2 separate regions of the Hordeum vulgare genome follow, and region 1 is linked to region 2. The links are chromatin contacts, called in public Hi-C maps. All regions are on one chromosome and are shown on one strand. Each heading gives the region's core, a stretch centred on a gene start, on an enhancer-like site or on the middle of the called end of the contact. The rest is flanking DNA. Distances are from core to core; before and after follow the strand shown. Region 1 holds the start of LOC123405842 (adenine/guanine permease AZG1-like). Region 2 has its middle 13 kb from the start of LOC123396080.

The links. Hi-C and Micro-C count contacts between places; a contact is called where the count stands out from the background.
Region 1: a Hi-C map of leaf shows a contact between it and region 2, with 2.7 times the contacts expected there. The contact joins the promoter of LOC123405842 here to the enhancer-like site in region 2. A contact is called at or near these places in 4 of 6 Hi-C or Micro-C datasets (leaf and seedling).

The regions. Positions count from the first base shown.
Region 1 is chr1H:31,614,847-31,621,223 of MorexV3_pseudomolecules_assembly, forward strand. LOC123405842 (adenine/guanine permease AZG1-like) reads right to left here and starts at 1,771. Exons shown (of 1, transcript XM_045099379.1): 1 at 1-1,771. The coding sequence starts at 1,568.
Region 2 is chr1H:31,515,554-31,521,525 of MorexV3_pseudomolecules_assembly, forward strand. No RefSeq gene overlaps it. Among protein-coding and RNA genes, the nearest start is that of LOC123396080, 13 kb to the left of the region's middle. Within about 2 kb of position 3,663, at least 3 of the 3 cell types and tissues checked have open chromatin away from gene starts, as enhancers often do. A contact at or near this core is called in leaf and seedling, where this site is marked.

The DNA.
Region 1 (6,377 bases), core at 521-3,020, 97 kb after region 2:
CAGGAGTGGAGCAGCATGTAGGAGCCGATGCCGGCGATGAGGCCGTAGGCGATGGAGTAGGTGAGCGGCATGAGCGCCAGCGTCATGAAGGCCGGCACCGCCTGCCGCATGTCCTCCCAGTCCACCTCCGCCACGGCGCGCATCATCATCACGCCCACCAGCACCAGCGGCGGCCCGACCGCCCACGCCGGGATCGACGCCAGCAGCGGCGTGATGAACAGCGCCGCCGTGAAGTACAAGGACGCGGTCAGCGCCGTGAGCCCCGTCCGGCCGCCCTCGCGGATCCCCGTCGACGACTCGATGAAGACGGTGACTGGGGACGTCCCCAGCAGCGACCCGAAGACGATGGCGGTGGCGTCGGACATGAAGGCGAAGTACTGCCCCTCGAACTCCCCCGTCGCGTCGTCCACGAAGCCCGCGAAGCGCGCCATGGAGTAGAGCCCGCCGGTGGTGTCGAGGATGTCGACGTAGAGGAAGGTGATGAGCGCCTCCCAGAAGTAGCCGTGCCCGATGCCGCTGAAGTCGAGCGCGCCGGCGGTGGACTGGATGCGGTGGACGTCGAACACCTTCTTGAAGTAGGCGAAGCTCTCGTCGCCCGCGGGCGTGTCCGGGAACGCGGTGACGGCCGTGTTGCGCGGCCATGAGATGAACGTGACGAAGAGGATGCCGTAGATCATGGCCCCCTTGACCTTCTTGATGAGGCAGAAGGCGATGATGAGGAGGCCGACCACCGCGAGCCAGAAGGTCGGGGAGGTCATCCGGCCGGAGAGGCAGAGTATGCCGCCGGAGACCGTGCCGCCGGGCATCAGCGCCACGGTGCCGTTGGGGAACGTGACGACCGGCGCCACGGACGCGCGCTGCGACGCGGGGCACGCGCCGATGGTGACCAGCGTGGACGTGCTGAACCCGACGAGCCCGAACCCCTGGTTGCTCTGCAGCCCGATGAATGCCAGAAAGAGCCCGATCCCCGCGGACGACGCGATCCGCACGGGCTTGGGGATCAGCTGCGCGAGCTTGGACCTTAGGCCGACGAGGGAGATGAGGAGGAACACGAGGCCCTCGATGAAGACGGCGGCGAGCGCCTTGCGGTAGGAGAGCGTGCCGGAGCCGTGGAAGCCGACGACGGTGTACGCGAAGTAGGCGTTGGTGCCCATGCCGGGGGCGAGCGCGATGGGGAGGTTGGCGAAGGCGCCCATGATGAACGACCCGATGACGGAGGAGGCGGCGGTGGCGACGATGAGGTCGCGGCGCGCGCGGGAGAGGCAGGCGGCGTAGCCGGGGTCGACGGGAGGGAACTTGCAGGCCGGGGACGGGGAGGTGCAGTCGTCGACGGTGCAGGTGGCGCCGGAGTCGGAGAGGATGGAGGCGTTGACGGCGAGGATGTAGGCCATGGTGAGGAAGGTGGTGGTGCCGGCGCGGAGCTCCGTGGTGAAGGTGGTCCCGCGCGCGGCCAGGCGGAAGCGCCGGCCCACCCAGGAGCGCTCCACCGCGGCGTTGAGGCGGCCCACCCTCGTCGCCGTCGCGGCATGGCCGCCGTCATCCGTTCGCGGGATGATGGGGCTGGTCATGGCCGGCGACGTGTGGCTGGGGGAGTGCGTGTGGATGGATCTTTTTAATGGATGGGGATTGAGGCAGGGAGGGAGGGGGTTGGGCTGCCGCCGTCGCCGGAGTCAAACGCCGGGGTTGGGTGTGAGACGTAGACGTGTCCGTCCACACGGCCGGGGAGGGGAGGAGATTCCAAATCTCGTTGGGTATTTGGGGAATCTTTTGCGCACGTTTTTCGTCATTCCGTGTGAACGATGTGGTAAAAATATATTAGATGAAACAAACTAGGAGTACTAGTTACCCCGTGATGCACCATCTCCATTAAATTACTACAGATTTGCTAATTCTAAGTTGACTGTGAGGATGCTTGATACGTTTTAGTCTTATAACTAAAAGTAGTCAGACTAGATGGTGCTTGGATCCAAGAGACTAAAACTAGTCTGACTAAAACTAGTCTCTTTAAGAGGCTAAAGTTCCAAGCACCCCTGACTAAAGAGAGGCTAAACTAGTCTTGAGGCTAAAATCTTTTAGTCAGGGGTACCCCTACTAAATTGTGCACTAGTCCTCTTTCTCCTCATTTAACTCCTCATGCAAGTTCTGGATTGGACAGTTTGGAGGATAATAAATGCTCATTAACTTGATTTTAGTCTTTTTAGTACTTGGATCCAAGCATGGTGAGGCTAGCAAGTTTTAGTCTCACTACTTTTAGTCATGGGACTAAAACGTATCCAAGCACCTTCTAAAACTTGTACTAAAGAGACTAAAATCAAGTTAATGCGCATTTATTATTCTGCAAACCCTCCAATCCAGAACCCGTCTGAGGAGTTAAATAAGGAGAGAGAGGACTAATGCATATTTTAGTAGGGGTATCCCTCACTAAAAGATTTTAGCATCAAGACTAGTTTTAGCCTCTCTTTAGTCAGGGGTGCTTGAAACTTTAGCCTCTTAAAGAGACTAGTTTTAGTCAGACTAGTTTTACTCCCTTGGATCCAAGCACCCTCCCGGTATAAGATAGTACTAAATCTCAGCAACATAAGGACCGTCTATCTTAACATTTAGATCCATGAAACTAGACATTGATATCCATGCAAGCTTTTCATCTTTGTGAGTTATGAAAGCAAACGGTACAGTTTATAGGACAAGGCTGCTTTCATCCTCTCTTTAAAAAAAAGCTGCTTTCATCCTCGATAATCCGTTCTAATTCAAGTGGCCCGGAGAAGTTGCCAAAGTATCGATTCATCGATTTGAGTGGATATATCCTATTTTAGAAAAAATAAATATGTTTTTAAAGTGGTACCCCGAAGATGACGACGATAACTTTTAGAGGTCTGTTGGCCTTGCCTTCTTCATTGTTGGACCTTCCTTCATTTTTAGCTGTTGTTGTATGTGGTATTGCATCATCTTGCTCCATGTGCTCAAAGCGACACACAACTAAAACCTACCTTAAAACCCTTAATCGAGTGAAAGCTACAACTCTATCCAACAGATCGGGGCCTCCTCATAACCCCACAATGACAGCGCTAGAGAAGGGGGAGGGGGCGGGCGGGGAAGAGGTGGTGATGATGTCTGCCCAGAGGTTGGCTCTCCTATGGTTTTAAGAGAAATGGTTGGTGAAGACGACCAACTCTTTATGCTTTTGATTTGAACGATTTCGGGTATCGTTCTTGAATTAAACTAGTCACCCGATGATATACTTTGCCTCAAAATATCCTTCTTGCATTCTTCAGTTGGGAACACACCTTTGCATTGGATTAGGACATGATGCACCTTTTGGCTTAGAGAAAATGGGGGGTTTTGGAGAGAATAATTGTGGAGGAAGCTTAACTCTTTCTGCATTCGGTTTGAACAATGTGGTAAACTAGTCACGATGAGATAATATATTTTAAATTATCTTGCTTGCATTATTTAGTGGGCCGGGTAACACACCTTTGCATTGGATTAGGACAGGTTAGACCTTTCGGCTAAGAGAAAGTGAGAGCCCTTTTTGAGTTTGGTGAGGTGAACAGGAGATAGACGATGCTGCGATTTAGGGCAAGGGTTGATTTCTCTCACAATAATTCACTCTACTCAAGTGCTCCTAAGAAGCTGCTGGAGTAATGATTCATCAATTTGAGTGAACATAACCTTTTTTTAAAGTAGTGATCTAAATACTCTTACAATTCTTTTGAGAGGGAGTACAAGATAACCACCAAAGTTACGCCGGCCTTAAAAGGAAATACGACTAAGGTGAGAAAAAGTAAGGAACTATGAACGCCATTCGCCAGTCATGATTTCAGTATTATTACATGGTGTCTTTGAGGCTTGAGTGTACCTATAAAAAACGTTAGTCGATAAAACATGCGCCTTTCTAGTCACCCTGTTGAAAATGCAGTGCCCCGTCCCATTCCCATGCTGAATTTCTAACCGTAATGATCTTGCAAGCACGCAAACCATATATATTCTGAAACGAAGTTCCATCGATATATATTCTGAAACGAAGTTCCATGCCGAAAGGGACGGTGTCGGAAAAATGCGTGCCCGATAGCGTTAGTGCACTTGTTCTGGCAATGCCCGATAGCAATATCAGTGTGGTCGCAGGCGGCATCGTATGTCGGTTGCAGCTCTCTCCACCTAAGCAATTGGTCTTGCAACAGCAAGTCAGCAGCTATCATATCCAAAATGATAAGCAATGCACCGGCAGAGCACAGCAAGGCGATCAAAACAATGGTCATCCTAATTCTTGCTGAGATATGGAAGGAGAGAAACGAATGCACCTTCAGAAACAAGAAGGGGCAAGCCCAAGACATAAAGGAGGAAATCAACATAATCCTTAGGCTGTGGCGCGACGCAGGCGCAGTACAATTAGAGCATCCCTTTGGGGAACCATCATGAGAGACTCCTAGCTACCCCATCCCTCTTTTTTTTTTGCTGTTCTTCCTCTTACATCCTTGATCCATTGATCACCCCCCACCCTTTGATGTATTTCTTCTCTATGTGCTTCCTGCTATTTTAATTCAAACCGGCCATCGCCGGATCTTTAAAAAAAAATGCGTGCCCATGCTATGTTAAGGAACTGTCAAATACCTCAGCATGTGTGTGTGGTACAGATGTTGTGCGAGTTGGGCGCGTCGCTCTCACACTGCTTGGAAGAATAATCCTCTGATCCGTCGAGTAAGAATCCTCTAATTCTTCAAGCATGCATGCTTGGACGCGTCGCGCCGATGTCCGCAGGTCTTGCCGGTGAGAGCGAGGCGGCGAGATGCCGGCCGGGGATGCACAAGCACAAGGTAGCCAGCTAGCGTGTGCCTCTAGATGTGTATCATGTCAGTATCATGCGCACCGCATGAGCTACTTAAATTGACCGGCTGAATGCGATGTGTTCATACTTGGCAACAATATTGCTCGACTTGTTGGATGGTAAGTGCATGTACGTCCAACGGAAGGTGGCTTGCCGTGCTTGTCGATTGACTTTCTGTATCGAGAAATGTCCGGAGTTGACCCAAGGTATGTGCGGCAAAAGGTAAGGACAAAAGAAGTACAAGCCATCAGAACTGTTGCACGTGAGAAACCGAAATCTTGTAGACGGCTCGGCAGCTCTAGTCAAATAAACAGAGGTGTGTGCGCGTGTGTATGTGTGTGTGTGTTTTTTTGTTAAGTGCGCGCATGTGTGTGTGTGGGGGGGGGGGGGGGGGGGGGCGGATATGCAGCGCCCTCTGTGAAGTTCTATCCCAGGTAGTCGTAGCGGCGCTCACGGGCTATTCTCGTGAGCCGGCCCAGCAAGCGAACCGAGCAGTGCTCTCTCCCAATTGTTCGGTTTTTAGGGTACTCCCCTCAACCATTGAATAGTTGACCACTAACAAGTTGACCAAATATTTTCAGGAAAGACATGAATATGGAATATGAAAAGTGTTAGTATGTTTTCTTTTCACATGAAAGGTAAGTGTACATAATGATCTGAGTCATTAGAGCATCTACAATCAAAACTTGCAAATCCGACCCCACAAACGATCGCGGACGCGCTCGATCAATGACCGTGTGTGTCCATTTTAAGACCCTACTTGGTGGGTCCGGGGTGGGGTCACGTCCTACATGCTGGACTGATCGTGCATGTCCGAGCGCGTCTGTGAGCCCTCATATCATCCTCATATTTGACTTGGATATGAGGGGTATCGGTCAATCCGGACGTTTGAGATGGGTATGAGGGGTCTGACTGGATCGATATTTTGTGAACGATCAGTGATCGGGCGAGCTGACCGGACGTTTGAGGCGGGTTTGAGGGGTCCGGCTTTAGATGTTCTTATTTTGATTAAGTATCGGTCTGATTAACTCATACTCCCTCCATTTCATAATGTAGTGCGCCTCCCTTTCTTAAGATTGAAGCTTGACCATAAATTTAATCAATGTGGCGTACTACGACGGAAGCAAAAATTATACCATTGAAAACTTCTTTGGAATATGAATTCACTGGTGTAATTTTTTGCTTCCACCGCAGTCTCTCACGTTTGTTAAATTTATGATCAAATTTAAATCTTCAAAAGCGTAGACGCACTATATTATGAAACGTACCTTCTTACATTCCATATAAGTGGGTGTAAGAGGGATCATGTTAAAATTACTCCTGGAATAAAGTTGAGAAATGAAAGAAAAAGCTTACGAATTTGAAAAAAACACAAACTTGAGAAAAATTTCAAGAATTTTTAAAATGTTTCTGAATTTGGAAAAGTTTTCGCACTTGAAAAATAATAAAAAAATATATATATAAATAATACAAAAAAAAATCCAGAAAAGCTAGAAAGAAAAAATGAAAACAAATTAACTGAAAGTTTCCCAAAAACTAGGACGAGATTGCTCGT
Region 2 (5,972 bases), core at 2,413-4,912:
ATCTACGCATGAACCTAGCTCATGAGCCACTTTTGGGAACGTCGCATGGGAAACAAAAAATTTCCTACGCGCACGAAGACCTATCATGGTGATGTCCATCTACGAGAGGGGATGAGTGATCTACGTACCCTTGTAGATCGTACAACAGAAGCGTTAGAGAACGTGGTTGATGTAGTGGAACGTCCTCACATCCCTCGATCCGCCCCACGAACAATCCCGCGATCAGTCCCACGATCTAGTACCGAACGGACGGCACCTCCGCGTTCAGCACACGTACATCTCGACGATGATCTCGGCCTTCTTGATCCAGCAAGAGATACGGAGAGGTAGAAGAGTTCACCGGCAGCGTGACGGCGCTCCGGAGGTTGGTGATGATCTTGTCTCAGCAGGGCTCCGCCCGAGCTCCGCAGAAACGCGATCTAGAGGAAAAACTATGGAGGTATGTGGTCGGGCAGCCGTGAGAAAGTCGTCTCAAATCAGCCCTAGTTGCTCCATATATATAGGAGAAGGGAGGGGGGACCTTGCCTTGGGGTCCAAGGACCCCCAAGGAGTCGGCCGAGCCAAGGGGGGGAGGACTCCCCCCCAAACCGAGTTGGACTTGGTTTGGTGGGAGGAGTCCCCCTCCCTTCCCACTTCCTCCCTCTTTTTTTTTTCTTTTCCTTTGATTTCTTATTCTTGGCGCATAGGCCCCCTTGGGGCTGTCCCACCAGCCCACTAAGGGCTGGTGTGTCTCCCCAAAGCCTATGGGCTTCCCCGGGGTGGGTTGCCCCCCCCCCCCCCCGGTGAACTCCCGGAACCCATTCGTCATTCCCGGTACATTCCCGGTAACTCCGAAAACCTTCCGGTAATCAAATGAGGTCATCCTATATATCAATCTTCGTTTTCGGACCATTCCGGAAACCCTCGTGACGTCCGTGATCTCATCCGGGACTCCGAACAACATTCGGTAACCAACCATATAACTCAAATACGCATAAAACAACGTCGAACCTTAAGTGTGCAGACCCTGCGGGTTCGAGAACTATGTAGACATGACCCGAGAGACTCCTCGGTCAATATCCAATAGCGGGACCTGGATGCCCATATTGGATCCTACATATTCTACGAAGATCTTATCGTTTGAACCTCAGTGCCAAGGATTCGTATAATCCCGTATGTCATTCCCTTTGTCCTTCGGTATGTTACTTGCCCGAGATTCGATCGTCAGTATCCGCATACCTATTTCAATCTCGTTTACCGGCAAGTCTCTTTACTCGTTCCGTAATACAAGATCCCGCAACTTACACTAAGTTACATTGCTTGCAAGGCTTGTGTGTGATGTTGTATTACCGAGTGGGCCCCGAGATACCTCTCCGTCATACAGAGTGACAAATCCCAGTCTTGATCCATACTAACTCAACTAACACCTTCGGAGATACCTGTAGAGCATCTTTATAGTCACCCAGTTACGTTGCGACGTTTGATACACACAAAGCATTCCTCCGGTGTCAGTGAGTTATATGATCTCATGGTCATAGGAATAAATACTTGACACGCAGAAAACAGTAGCAACAAAATGACACGATCAACATGCTACGTCTATTAGTTTGGGTCTTAGTCCATCACGTGATTCTCCCAATGACGTGATCCAGTTATCAAGCAACAACACCTTGTTCATAATCAGAAGACACTGACTATCATCGATCAACTGGCTAGCCAACTAGAGGCATGCTAGGGACGGTGTTTTGTCTATGTATCCACACATGTAAATGAGTCTTCATTCAAAACAATTATAGCATGGATAATAAACTATTATCTTGATACAAGAATTATAATAATAACTATACATTTATTATTGCCTCTAGGGCATAAATCCAACACTTGGGCCTGAAACCCAGGCCCGACGGTCGGGCCGGGCCCTGCTCGGGCCTGTTTTTTTGTCGTGGGCATTGTCAGACCTGACCCGAGGTATGGCCAGGTAGAGCACACACAACTAAAATCTACCTTAAAGCCCTTAATTAGGTGAAAGCCACAACTCTATGCAATAGATCACGGCCTCCTCACAAACCCACACTAAGAGAAGTAGAGAAGGGGTAGTGGGCGGGCGGAGTAGCGGTGCTGACGATATGTGCCCGAAGATTGGCTATCCTAGGGTTTTAGGAGAAATGGTTGGTGACAAAGACCAACACTTTATGCTTTTGGTTCGAATGATTCGAATTATTTTAACCACGAACATGTTATGATTCTTGGAACATTTTCCCTTTAAATGTTGAAGTTCTTTATACTCCAAATTGCTTTAAAGAAATAAAACCAATGAAAATAAAAAATACGAAATAAAACAACAGGGGCGCCCAACCTCGCTTATGGGCCAGCCCATGAGGGCGTGGGAGGCGAGTAGGTGTGTGCTGGCATGTTGGCCTACGCCCCATGCGCCATTAGGAGGTCCCACACACATGTGTGAGATCCTATTCAATACTTATGGCGTTGTTTACTTTTTTGTTTCTCAATTTGCACACACACAACCTTCAATCAGAATGGACCGTCCATTTAACCATGTAGCGAGCAAACTCCTTCTAATTTTTGGAAGCTTCCGAGCCCGGTTTTGAGGATCTTATGGAAGCTTCTAGTTGGTTTTGCCTTTTTTTGCATCTACTCTTTCTCGATCTTTTTTCTTCTGTTTTTATTTGTTTGTTCTTTTTTATTTTTATTGTTATATGTAATTCATAATTTTTCTGAAATTTGCGAAATTTCTGAAATTTGTGAACTTTTTTTACCATTTTTTGTGTGGACTTTTTGCAAATTCGAGATTTCTTTAATTTGATGAACATTTTTCTCATCTTTTTTGTAAACTAATAATTATTTTTCAACAAATTGAACTTTTAAAATATTCATCTTTGTTCCTCATTTTTTTGCTTCATTTCTTTTTCAAAAGTCAACCAGCGATCTTGTGAGTGGTCAACTAGTCAATGATGGAGGGGTCAAGCCTGAAAACCGAGTGCGGGGGAGCGAGTAGTGCCATCTTTGCTTGTTGGGCTGGTCCACGAGGGTAGGACGTGCGTGTCGTTGTACTTACCTGGTGGAGTAGGCGCTGTATAAGGGGTTTTCCTATTTAGCGCTGCAGGCGCCGGTTTCTTCGATTTTCACCTAACCGGCGCGTGCAGCAACGTTAGCTGGGCTCGTCCCATTTCGTTCGCCCGTCCGTTCCAAAATTACGCAGAAGTAGGATTCAAACCGAGGTGCTCAGCGAGAAGATTGGTAACCACCCCACAACGTAGGAAGGAAGAAAATTAAAAAGTTGTGGATGTATTTAAAACTTAAAAGACTCAGGAAGAAAGAAAATTAAAAAGAAAATAAAACGGAAACAGAAAACAGAAAAAAGGAAAAACGGAAAATGAAAAAGAAGAAAAGAAGGAAACGATGATAAGGGACAAAATGACATATCTAAGCACATAAAGGCTCCGTTGTGGGCTGGTTACCAATCTTCGCGCTGAGCACCTCGGTTCGAATCCTACTTCTGCGCAATTTTTTAACGGACGGGTGAACGAAATGGGCCAAGCCAAGCTAACGTTGCTACAGGCGGTGGTTAGCTGAAAATCAAAAAAACGGACGCCTTCAGTGCCCTCTAAGTCAACTGGCGCTCGCTGCATCGCCCTGATGGGCTGGCCCACGACGGGCAACGCTAGCACAAACATCCTAAAAAAGATTGCTGCTTTAAACGGACGGGTGAACGAAATGGGCCAAGCCAAGCTAGCGTTGCTACAGGCGGTGGTTAGCTGAAAATCAAAGAAACTAGCGCCTTCAGTGCCCTCTAAGTCAACTGGCGCTCGCTGCATCGCCCTGATGGGCCGGCCCATGACGGGCAACGCTAGCGCAAACATCCTAAAAAAGATTGCTGCTTTAAAGATTCGAACTCAGGACCTTTCTTTCCTTCCTATGCTGTATTAACCACTAGAACTAGAAGCTAGATGTAATCAATACAACCTCAGAAATTCATAAGAACACTCTAGCCGCGTTGTTCCAACGAATGGAAGTTCACATATTTTTAAAAGTTCATGAACTTTTTTCTTTCAAAAAATCCTCACGAATATGGAAAAAATCATGAATATTGAAATTTCCATAGTTGAGAATAAAATTTCACAAATTTTAAAAAATATATCTAATTTAAGAAAAGTTTGTGAGTTTGAAAAAAGTTAACAGAATTGAGAAAGTTCACAAGATACCAAAAAGTTCACCAATTTGTTAAAAGTTAGCGAATTTTTAAAAACTTTTATCAAATTAGAAAAAAAATCATAAATTTTGAAAATTGTGCATCAAAATTAAAAAAAGTTCAGAGGAATTAAAAACAAATTCATCGATTTAAAAAAAAATTCATGGAATCTGAAAAAAGTTCATCGATTTGAAAAAGTTCATTGCATTTTTTAAAAGTTTATCAATTTATCTAAAAAGTTCATAGAATTTTCAAAAGAGGTTCATCAAATTTCAAAAAGGTTCACTGAATTGTCAAAAAGTTCATGAAGTTTGAAAAATGTTCACTATTTTGAAAAAAGTTCACAAATTTGAAGGAAAAAATCATCAATTTTAAAATAAGTTCATCAATTTTTAAACAATTCATGGGATTTGAAAAAGTTCATCAAATTTGAAAACAAAGTTTATCAAATTTGAAAAATGTTCACTGAAGTAGGAAAAAGTTCTTCAATTTTAAAAAAAATTTGGTCGGTCAAGCACGGGCCGTCGGATCCAGTCGAGTAGACCATCAGATTTAGAAAAAAAATGATTCGTCCAATGCTCTCTTCTTCCTCACGCAACGCCCTTATCTTCTCCCCCGCATCTTGCACACGTGCCCCCTTCCTCCCCGCATCTCGCGCAGCTTGTCGTGGCACGCGCTGCGCTCTCCTACTGCACACCTCCCTCTGGTCGCAGCACTGTCCCTCCCCTCCTGCTCCATGCTAGTTCTCGTCACCGGGATTCAAGGCAACCCCACACCAGCATCTTGTTTTTGTGCTCATCGCCGCGTTTGAAGCATCATGGCCTCGTGAATGGATGCAACAAAACACGTCGTCGGTAGTAGCTAAAAAGCGAGGCAGTTGCAACAAAAAATGTCATCCTCGTCACCGTCGGTCGCATCTCAATCATAAAAAGCAACACAGAAATACTTTTCAAAATCGTGAATTTCATTTTAACCACGAGCATGTTATGATTTCATGTATTTTGCCCCAAACAGTTTTTTTTACTTTAAATTTTGAACTTAATGTATATTCCCAGTTGTTAAAGAAGAAAACAGAAAAACAATAAAAATGAAATATACGGGATAAAAAAAACTGGGATGTCCCAGCCCACTTATGGGCCGGCCCATGAGGGGTGTTTAGGAGGGGAGTGGGTGCGTGTTGGCATGTTAGCCGGCGCCCCACATGCCCATTAGGAGGTCCGACACACACGTGTCACGTTCTATTCAATTCTTAAGGGTGTGTTTAGTTTTTGGGATAAGTTTGGGCGATTGAGGTTATCCCCAACCACTTGGCTAGGGATAGGACTTTTTGTGTTTGGTTAGGTGGGATGTCTAGTGGTTAGAGATAGCCATTTTTGTGTTTGGTCTAAGCGATTGAGGGAGGGATAGGTTGTGTTGATAACTGAAACATTCCTGCTATGACCGCGCATCATTTTAATTAAACAATTCCATATCGAAGACACTAGTGCACAACCACAACAATCTATGTATCAAGTACTACTGATGATAGGTGAACTGATCCACATCCTTATTATGCATCTTCTCATCGATTATGACCACCTCCGTCGCCACTCTGCATCCTAAGTATGTGGTGGCACGCTCCCATTTGGCGAGGCGGGGTGGGGGCGCAGGCGCGGCTTATCTGGGTCTGACCGTGGCAGCGCGGCCACCGTCGTCGCTCATTGCTCAACCACCCACTTGCACGATTCACCAGCGTGGTCACTCATGAGTGAATCGAGAGGATAATCTTTTCTCGACTATTTTTTTG